Regions from separate parts of the Salvelinus alpinus genome. Here region 2 is linked to region 1. A link is a contact called in public Hi-C data. All regions are on one chromosome and are shown on one strand. Each heading gives the region's core, a stretch centred on a gene start, on an enhancer-like site or on the middle of the called end of the contact. The rest is flanking DNA. Distances are from core to core; before and after follow the strand shown.

Region 1 (5,458 bases), core at 966-3,465:
TACGTACCAACAATTTTATCCACAGTGTCATTGTCATCAAATGAGACAAAGCAGAATCCCCTCTTTTTCCCAGTTGCGCGTTCCTCCATAATGTCAATGGTCTCAATCCTCCCGTAGGTCTCAAAGTACTCCCTGATATGGTCCTCCCGTGTGTCCTCCTTGATCCCCCCAACAAATATCTTCTTCACCGTCAGGTGGGCACCCGGTCTATTAGAGTCCTGTGACAGAAGAAAAGCTGAGCAGTGAGCACACACTTGTCACATTTTGACAATCGCAAATGAATGTGAAGCAGAGTTTACGTACCTCTCTCGATACAGCCCTTTTAGGTTCAACAACACGTCCGTCCACCTTATGAGGGCGAGCTGCCATACAGGCATCCACCTCCTCCACACAGGAGTATGTTACAAAGCCGAACCCTCTCGAGCGCTTGTTGTTTGGGTCCCGCATTACCTACATGAAACCAACGTATTAGCTCACATTACTCCTCATATAAATGCATTGTAAATACCAGACACTTGTGAAATGCATACATACCACACTGTCTGTGAGGTTTCCCCATTGTTCAAAATGGATCCTTAAACTTTCTTCAGTGGTTTCAAAACTTAGGCCCCCAATGAACAGCTTCCTGAGCTGTTCAGGCTCCCTAGCTTCATGACCCTGTTAAAAAATTTCAAAACAGGTATGCATGTCACACAACAATGAAATTGTATGAATAACAGACTATACCATCTTATTTCAAACATTTTACAGTGTAATAACCTAGATTGCAATATCTTAGTGTAAATGTATTGATAGAATTTTCTCATTAGCCAAGACTCTTGGACATTCTAGGGAAAACAGTTTTGCCATTTTAAAAGTGTTATAAAATACATTTTAAAGTGCAAATATTATGTAGCTAACAGGTCTTTGAAAATGATGCAGTGACAAAATGCTAGCTAGCTAACTTTAGCACAGCTGCGTTTCTCAACATTTGGCTAGAAAATTGCATCATGCTAGTCAGAGTTCTACAGTTACAATGTTGCAGTAATTATGGTTTGTAGAATGATGGTATGTCTCCACAGTTCAACAAGTGTTTGAATGTTCATTCATTGGGATACATAGACCTAAACTGTAGGACAGGCTATTCTCTAGCTAGACTGTAAAACCAGATAATGTGATTTAAACAAACATGGTTAAGTATGCATTATACTGGGAGTTACAGGTTTGGTACCATTTGTTGTAGCACATAATTTAACCAAACTTAGGAATATGGTCTTAGATTCTTGGAAACCAGAGTCTCATAAAATGTCCTTGTCCATTTGAATTTAGAAAAGTCTCCATTATTAAAATAAAATGACTCCATTAAGTAATCAAACCACATGTATGCCGCCATCTTGTCCATTTCAAGTATTCTCTTGTTGATCGAGACAGGTGTGTCATGACATGCGACACTTTGGGGTGGATCCACCTGCCTCAATCAATGAGTGAAGACTTGAAAAAACAAGAAAAAAGACAAGATGGCGGCGTACACACTCCTCATTGTTGGATTCCTTTATGGCGCAAAACATTTTAATTTATTTATTATAACAGAGCATTTTCTAAATTCCAAAACACCTCCTGCAACTGGACAATAACATTTTATGAGACCCCAGTTTCGACGAATCGCTAAGGTTGGTCGAAAATTCTCTGTTACACCAAACAGTAACGTTAACCTGTAACACCCAGTATACTGGATACCACTTTTGGGGGGTTACATCATTGTCTGGTGTTACAATCTGTAGGTAAGACATGGCCTGACCTACATTTTTGGCCTATGTATTCCAATGAATGATACATCCAAGTACTTGTTAATGTGGAGACGTTCTATAAACCAAAATAACTGCAACATTGTAACCGTAGAACCCTGTGACTGGCATGATAATTTTGCTAGCCAAATGTTGAGAAACGCAGCAGCGCTAACGTTAGCTAGCTAACGTTAATGTTGCCTTCCTAAAAATGCTGTTAGAATCATGTGCACATTATGTCGCTGCATCATTTCCAAAGACCTGTTTGCTCATAATACACTTAACATTGTTACGTGCAACGCAAATATATGCAGACACTGATAAACAATCAACATATTTATCACCTCCATTTTGCGAAGTATTCTCTTTCCTTGGTTCTGAGAAGAAAGGAAGCTACTGCACCACGTGATAGGAAGTCTGAACGGGTCGTGCAGTCGTTAACTGATCCAGGATCGGTTTTGTGGTTTTACCATAATAAACCGGATAGGCCTGGCAAGTTGATTTAAGATCAATCATTCAGAGTAAATGTATTCAGCTGCATAGTATACCTTTATTTAAATGTCTAATGATATAAATGAAATTATATTTTTATTATAATGTATAATCTTTAACATTTGTGATGACTTTGTAGGCTAATCATACACCATGTATCATACATACCATGTAGCTGTAGGAGTGAATCAAAGAAGTTGTCTGCTATCTAGTGGACACTGAAGGCAATGTACCAGAATAGCCTCGGCTGATTGTTTTTCCCATAGACATTAACCAGGTTTTTCCATATTTTCCCATAACTACAAAGCAAAATAAATATTTTGTGAATTTAGCTTGTTTGTTGCAAATGTATGTTACTGGTTCATGAATACAGATATTTTTTATTAAAATAAAATGCAGGGAAATGCAACTGTTTTTCAGTATTTGTAACACTTGGCATACACATTTTAGCATACACATTTTAATGCAAGTGCAAATTGTATCTGAATACTCGTAAGTTAATGTTTTGGATTTGACCACTGTCAGTGTTGACATTGGACAGTACAACTTGAATATGCTATTGCCATCAGCTGCTACACCATAAATATAGAATCTTGTTGAAAATCAGATCTGGACAAGTATCCATGTACTGTTTTATTGGATGGAATAATGTCTGGCATTACCATTACAGGGTGCCAGGAAAAAATACAGCCCCAATAAAAATGACAATATTTCACTGTCATTAACCTTCATTTCTATTTATTGCCTATTTAGAGTTGTAGTGTGGTATGTCTTTGTTTTGGTTATTACAGTGCTGTTATATTATAGGTGGTATTGTACCTTTTTTAAGTAAAAGATCATTCCAACTACAGAGATTAATTATATTGTTATAGCGTAACATTTTATTAAGACAGTTGTTACAATGGATGAAAACAAGGATTCTATAGCCATGAATAACCATGAATGAAATAAGTCCTGTGTTCCACCCTTCACTCTGACACTGTCGATTACATATCACCTGTGTTTGTTCCAGCACATTTATTTCTTAATTAAACTGATAATGAGATTGAGGCCTGGTAACATTATTTCTGCTTCAGAGCTTTCCCTTAATTAAGGAACAGTAGTAGTTGACCAGTTGCATCACCGCCTGGTATGGCAACTGCTCGGCATCTGACTGTAAGGCGCTACAGAGGGTAGTGCGTACAGCCCAGTACATCACTGGGGCCAAGCTTCCTGCCATCCAGGAACTATATACTAGGCGGTGTCAGAGGAAAGCCCAAAACATTGTCAAAGACTCCAGTCTTTCTCATTTGCCCATAGCACCAGCTAAGAAGGAAAACATTCACGCCTGATAAAATGTTGTGCAGGGGGAACAGCCAAGGATAGCCCATCAGCCATAAACAATGTCTTGCTGCCCAGTCAAAGCCCATGCCAACCGCTGCTGTTTTGAGGGGAGCAGCAGATGTGAGGGGATTTGTCGAATTCATGCTGTCAAAAACCAGGCAGTCAGTCATACCCTGGTGCAATTGAAGGAGGAAATGCTCCCAACAAGCCTTTGAGGCCTGGAACAGGAGTTGACTTTACACTGGGCTCAACATTACTTCCACAGAGTGACGTGCCCATTATCAGAACACAAATTGAATAATTTGTTTTCTCCTGATGCTAGATATGCATTTTCCAACTTTGTCTATTTGACGTTGGTGTATTCTTGGCACCTCTGCGCTCGACAGTAACCTTTGGACAAAGCATAGGAATGTATGAACCAGCAACCTCTTAATTTTCATTTAAAAAATGTTTCTATCACAAATTTTGGACTGAAATAGCACAAAACAGAAGCGGGCTGGGTGTTAAGGGAGGTTAGCAGAGCTGAGCGCAGAGGCATGTGTGCTGCGGTATCAGCTCCTCACAGATGGAGTTTGATTGATGCTCTGTGTACTTCTCCTTGCCCCAACCCCTGGACAGCATGTTTGTTTGGTTGTTGATCACACCCCATATTCTCTGAACATGGGGTGACAGCCCCCTGACACTGAGATATATCACAGACTACCGACCCAACCCACACATTATTACCAGCTACAGGTGGGAATATTTTCTCTCCCAATCTGGGGTTCTATAAAACATTCTAGGAGTGACGTGTTTTTGTCATCTTTCATCTTGTTGCAGGACATCAAGGGTAATCCGCATTGTATGTTACTAATAGTTTAGCACAGCCCAAACTCGCAGAGTAAATACCACATTAAGACGATGCTCTTCTTTGCACAGAGTTGGGTAGTTAAATACACCGTACATATGACATGCAGTGCCTGAGCATCAAAATACTTAAAGCAGGTTTGGAGTCAATTCTAGTCAATGAAAAACATTGGAGAGAATTGGCATTTCAGTTTACTTCCTGAATTGACTGGAATTCAATTATAATTGACCCCATCACTGTTCAAAAGGACACATTTGAATTTCATTAATACAATTTTAAAAGGATTTGAACCAAATGCATAAAAGCCTGCAGATAAATAGTCTGTCATAAAAACAAATTACACAGTTGCCTTTTTTTTTTTAACTAGGCAAGTCAGTTAAGAACAAATTCTTATTTACAATGACAGCCTACCAGGGAACAGTGGGTTAACTGCCTTGCTCAGGGGCAGAATGACAGATTTGACCTTGTCAGCTCTGGGATTCGATCCAGCAACTTTTCTGTTACTGGCCCAACGCACTAACCACTAGGCTACCTACCTTACATCTGTCCAGTCCTGCACTAGATTGTTTTTTGGCAGACAAATTAATGATGTAACCAGCTCCTGGAATATAAGGGAATGACATCCTCTTTGGTTTTAAAGCGAGCACTTAAGACAATAATTTAATACAAGTTTTATAACCATTTTAGAACTCAAATGATGTTTTACCATATATCTGTGGTAGTAGTAGCCCCCGTCACCAAAAGCTTCCTATCCAGTAAATCTTCATGGAGGAGGAGCTTGCTGCCGACTGTATCTTGAGGTGATGGAGAGCATTCATGCAACTGGTCAATTCCTTTCAAATTAAACCGTTGAGATGCAGAATCTTCGGCCACCAAATCTATTCCGTCATGTTGGTGTTTTTCTACCCAAAAGAGGTAAAGACACTGGCCTTGAAGACTTGGGCCCTTATTCATACTTCTGGTATGAATCAAAGAAAAAAAAACATTTTGTTATGTTAAGCGTTCATCTGAGCTATGTGGGGGAATAAATTCA
Region 2 (5,458 bases), core at 1,542-4,041, 170 kb after region 1:
CACAACACCGAGGATGAAGATACAAAACAGACTACAAGCCTTATGTCTACTAGATGTTAATAATATGGATTACACTTCAATAAATAAATACACTTTTCCCAAATAACATTTACCCAACTATAAAATGGAATCTTCTGTTTTGCTACAATCAACAAAGAAACACATACATTATAAATATAGAAAAATATAGAAGAGAATAGACCTCAATGCAAATATGTGCGAGTCGAACAGTTTCCTGTAGCATTTTACTGCAACCTGAGTAAGGCTCTCATTAAACATTACGACTTTAGGGCTGTTTGTGTTTTATATTGGCTTTTATGATGCTGGAGCGTTCATATTACACCATGACACGATTCATCCTTGTATTGTACCTACCTTTCGCTTCCTTCTTTGGCAACTCTGGGCTGGAGACTGAAGCTTCAGTGGAGCAATTCTTCTCCTCCTGCGCGCTCGACTTTGGATCCGGGCTTTCCGCGGGGATGGGTGTCCTGCTGATCTCCCGGTTATGCGGTATATCAGCCGTTTTCTTTTCCACTTCGACAAAGGAAGACAACTGCGGTTTGGGAGTAATTCTGTTGAGCTGCATCAATGTGGTGTTTGGACTCGTCATCTCGTGGCCATAGTCCTGGTGTTTCCCACTCGCGTAAGTTTGGCTCAGTCTGAAATAGCCCGGAACAGGGATCTCGGGGCCATCAACTGAACACGATTCGGGGATTATATTAGAATATACAGGGACATCGGACGAGTTGACCTTTGCTATCTTGTCTGAATACATGCAGTAATTACTCTCCTCCTTAATGTTTTGTGAAAATGTGCAATTGGGCATCTGGTTGGATGGTTGCTCTATTCTGCAAGATCTATTCGGATCTGTCCAGTTATCAATTTGAGGTATGTAAGAGTGGACATTCATGCCCATATTTTGGTGGTTGACGTCCCCTCGTTTACCGAGAGACGGCAGGAGTCCACAGGTTTGCATTCCATAAGTTCCCATTTCTGCACCGGACGGCATGTACATGTTGCTGCTGGAGTAAAAGCTGTCTGTTCTGCAAGCGCCAATCAACGAATCAACTAAAAACGTATTTGCAGCAGGAGAGCTGTTGGGAAAGGACATTTTTGGAGAAGTTTTAAAAAGGAGAGAGATGTTCTTTGTAGGCTGACATATCTAGCACAACAATCTCCGTGTTGCTCAGGATGCCTCTCTACCACATGACAAGCTCACCAATGAAATTTGAAAATGGCCTTGAGACGCAGCCTCTTTTCCCATCACATGGACGAATTGACTCATGACTGGGAGGCAGACGTGGTCAACAGCGACACCTAGAACACGGACTTGAAATTGATTCCAAGACTGACAAAGGACATCTTGAATATTTAGCCTGTTCTCTTTGCTTGGCATGAAACAAAATCAAAGCTGATGTGCATGGTCTTAACCTGAAAATAATGTACAGTTGCATCAAGCTCCAATGCCCATACCTTGACCACTTTGAACACCTTTAACACAATTTAAGTTCACGACCAATAGGTAATCTACTCACTTTTATAGGCTATATAACTACTAAAGCCAATGCTTTGACATTAACTAAAATAATGACGGTGTAGTGATCGTAATCTAATCCTAACTGAAAAGAAAAATCAATTTACAGGAGGTAATTAAACAATTACAACCAAAATTAAAAGCAAATATGGCTATTATAGGCCTATATTTTTTTTGTTGTCATTGGATTCTTAATTAAACAGCGTCTGGTTTAAGTAGGATGTTATTCTTTAAAAATGAAAATACAAGGAAAGCCTACACAGAGGTGATATCGATTACCCGGTTCTAATTTTTTCAGAACAATTGTAATAGCCTTTGAATGCCTGCTCTGGGTATGGCGCACTTAGTTTCTTTGTGACCTATATGACGGAATAGGAAACTAATGCGTTTTAATAACAATCCACTACAGCGCTAAACATACACCTATTCTCAATTCATCATCTCACATCGGTTTAGCAGGTCCACGTTTTCAAATAGGTAGATGATGTGGATTTTTTACCCAGAGAAATAGCAATGAATGAACAAATCAACAAGTATACATAAACCGATTATTTGCTGAATAATACTACTAATTGTATTTAGAGGATGCCATTAATGACACGCTGAATAGGCCTACCTCAATGAGCCAAGTTTGTGCACGTAGATTTACTAAAGAAAATAAATATGGGAGGAAAATGTAAAATGTAATGTAAATGAAAATATCAGCCTATAGATTATATCTAATAGGCTATATATTTATATGTGGCCTATGTACATTTGTTTCATGATGTTTCTTTAAATTTAAGCATCGATTTTTGTAAATGAACCTATGATACCCTTACATACCTGTAAAAGAACCCAAATACATGCACGCGTAAGGGGAGCATTGTTTTTTAAACATGATTTCAACAATGAGAGCGCGAGTGCACATCCAAGGACGTCCAACAACAGCATAGCCCTACGTCTGAAGCTTAACCTTCAAGGTTGTAGGCCAAAACAATGCTTCAGGTCAACCCTAATATGAAGATGCTTCAGAAACACGTTTGAGAAATCTAACATATAAGCTCGATCGAAAGAAGAGTGAGAAAGATGACAATATAAGGAATTAATTAGAAGTGCGATATATAGGCTGCTTCAATATATGTCTACATGAACAATAGCCTAAAAACAGAATTTGCTCTCCAAAATATTTCTGAAGTTATAAATGTCCTATACGGATATACATGCCAAATGGTCAATTACGCAAAAAATGCAGACATACAATATGCTTCTATTAAACGTAGAAAATGAAAAAATCACGTTTTAGGACACGTTACGAATTCACCAGTGTGCCATGTGTTGTTTTTACCTCCAGGAATACAACATCAAAACCATCCAGGTGTTCTGACCGTGATTATAGGGCCTTTAATAATTCAGCAAATAATTCAGTAAAATATAAAAACCCATGGTCTATTCAACATCTTAGGTTTACACATCCCATTTTAAATCATCCTTTTACCCTATCAGGTAACATCGGTTGAAATGATTAGACAACATATTTACTAGATAAGGCTTAACGGCCGTCCAAATCAAAATACCTAGTTTAATGCATCGATAATGCACACGATAATTTCAGTCTAACCAGGGTTGATTGAGGAATCCAGATAGGTCATGTGCCTTATTCCATCATTTAACAAGTATTTAATTACTTTAGGGTTATTTGGAATGGAAACTAAGTTTAACCCAGCAACATTTCAAGTCATGTCCAATATATGCCAGGGTTAAGTTGGACTTGGTGTCTTCTATAGGCCTATGATATACAAATCCACATAGTTAAGGCTACTGTTTAATCCACTTTAAAATGGTGGCGTTAGGAACAGTGATGGTGCCCCTTTGATTGCAATGCATGGAATGCATGAACGAAACAAAGTCTGCTTGGGCTATTGTGTTTTTATTTTTTTTAATGAAGCTACGTTTACCAGAAGGAAGCCAAGTCAAAAAAGACAGCCAGATCACCGAACGTATGCTATGTTCTATCACCAAACCACAAACAAGAACATTTACAAGCCTTTCAATAATATTCCAGACCACAGCTGTAATTCAACCTATGTGTGTTTTCATGAACAAACTCAGACCGAAACTTGCTACACGTCTGCCCTCGTGTGGTTAGAATAGGAACGAGCAGTCACCATGTCTGCACAATGTTTTTTCCCAACTAGGCCTATTTATTGAACCAAAAACCCAATAAAAATGTTCAATCAAAAGACTGACTGATATGTGTGTGTTTGTGACTTATTTCCTACAGCTAGGAACACAATTCGAATGATCAGATACACTAACATGTCCAACATGGCATGCCTATTAGACCACATAGGCCTACATTTTTCATCGAAAAGAAAATCATTGCGCGATGCTAAAAGTGAAAAAGCATTGGTCACAGAAATATTTAGGCTTATTTAGGATGACACACTGGTCGACTGGTTCACTTTTAGTATACTGCAGTGCACTGCCTTACTTTGTTAAATTCTAACACACGAGGGACCTATCCGTGGATTCGAATTAAACCCTTGATTATGACACATATTTTTGGTTTCAGTGTTGTTACTTAAGCTAAACTATATTATACTCTTGTAAGACTGTTGAAGTCGTGCGTAATGCTACCACATCAGAAGATTGCGGATGATTTCATGAATATTGCATAAAGGCTAAATGTAATGCAACATCTTAATTGGTTAGTATGTAGAAGACAGTTATCAACTTCAAACAAGAAACTGTATCCCTGTATCTGCCTACTTTTCATAAAGGAAAACTCACTGCTTCGCAGCCATATTGGAATCCTACTGCAATGCAGATATCATTCAGAAGGCGTCGTTTCTCAAGACATGAGCCCAAAGGCGCCTATAGCCTAGTTATTCAAAAAAAAAGTGATAGGGGACGACATTGACGTTATACGGGAAATTCAAAGGCAGGAATTTATTATTTATTAATTCAATTAACAATAGGCTATTTGATACAAATAATTAAAACAATTATAATAAATACACCACTTTTTTTTTAAAGCTGCCAAATCAAATCATAGGCCTTGTTAGGTATGGGTTTTCTTCGCTTTCATGGTCTTGCCAATTGAAGTTAAATATGAAAAATATATACTATAAAGACTTATATAACGTAATAGATCATTTTGGTCGTGTACATTTTGCGTTCCTTTAAACTCAATAGCCTGACAAGTAAACAGTAGCCTACTGCATTCTTCTCGACTATTTTGGGGTAGGGCCGCATTTGGAGTGGCCAGAGGGTCCAATAGCCCCCAATTTAGACATTTACAGCTAGTTTTTAGTATACTGTCTAGACGGTTCAAGGTTTAGAAAACCGCCTAAGTGTAAGACAAAATAAAGGGAATAAAAGGTCTAGTCTAAACTTTGAAGTTGAAGCAAGTAAGAGACGCTACTGCTTGGCTACAATAACAGGAAATTCGCTGTATAGTCCTGTGGCCTACTGATATAACTACTAGTGCCAGTGCAATTGGTCCTTTACAAATATATCAGATTGCTTTGACAAGAACATCTCTATAGTGGAGTATTAAAAACCTTGTTGAATTGTATGAAATTATGCATAACTTTTTTTCGATGCCAAATGTGGATCCTGACCAAAGTTATACGAAATTAGTTCGTTGTGATTGCAATTATATGAGGTAACGCATAACTACATTTGCCATGTTTACTTTATTTTGATATCACATAACCACAATATACATCACATGCGTCTACTAAATGCATACACAATTCTACTATTATAAATTACTTATTGTAGTCTACTTGATTGATTAATCTACTCAAAGTACGCGTTGCTTACTGCAATATTTTAGAATCCACCAAACGCCACCATGTAAACTTAAATAAATAAAAAAGATATGCATAGCCTAGAGATTATAATTAATTAGTATAATGATATACAAATGGACATTAT

Evidence for each region. Hi-C and Micro-C count contacts between places; a contact is called where the count stands out from the background.
Region 2: a contact with region 1 is called in a Hi-C map of red muscle, with 8 times the contacts expected there. The contact joins the promoter of LOC139546843 here to the promoter of LOC139546839 in region 1. A contact is called at or near these places in 2 of 3 Hi-C or Micro-C datasets (muscle and red muscle).

The regions. Positions count from the first base shown.
Region 1 is chr20:39,347,691-39,353,148 of SLU_Salpinus.1, forward strand. LOC139546839 (heterogeneous nuclear ribonucleoprotein A3-like) reads right to left here and starts at 2,216. Exons shown (of 11, transcript XM_071355692.1): 1 at 2,108-2,216; 2 at 535-657; 3 at 304-450; 4 at 8-218. The coding sequence starts at 2,113.
Region 2 is chr20:39,520,328-39,525,785 of SLU_Salpinus.1, forward strand. It overlaps LOC139546843 (homeobox protein Hox-D10a-like), which reads right to left and starts at 2,792. Exons shown (of 2, transcript XM_071355702.1): 1 at 376-2,792. The coding sequence starts at 1,111. The region is part of intron 1 of LOC139546842 (homeobox protein Hox-D3a); the gene reads right to left. hoxd11a (homeobox D11a) reads right to left here. Exons shown (of 2, transcript XM_071355703.1): 2 at 5,196-5,458.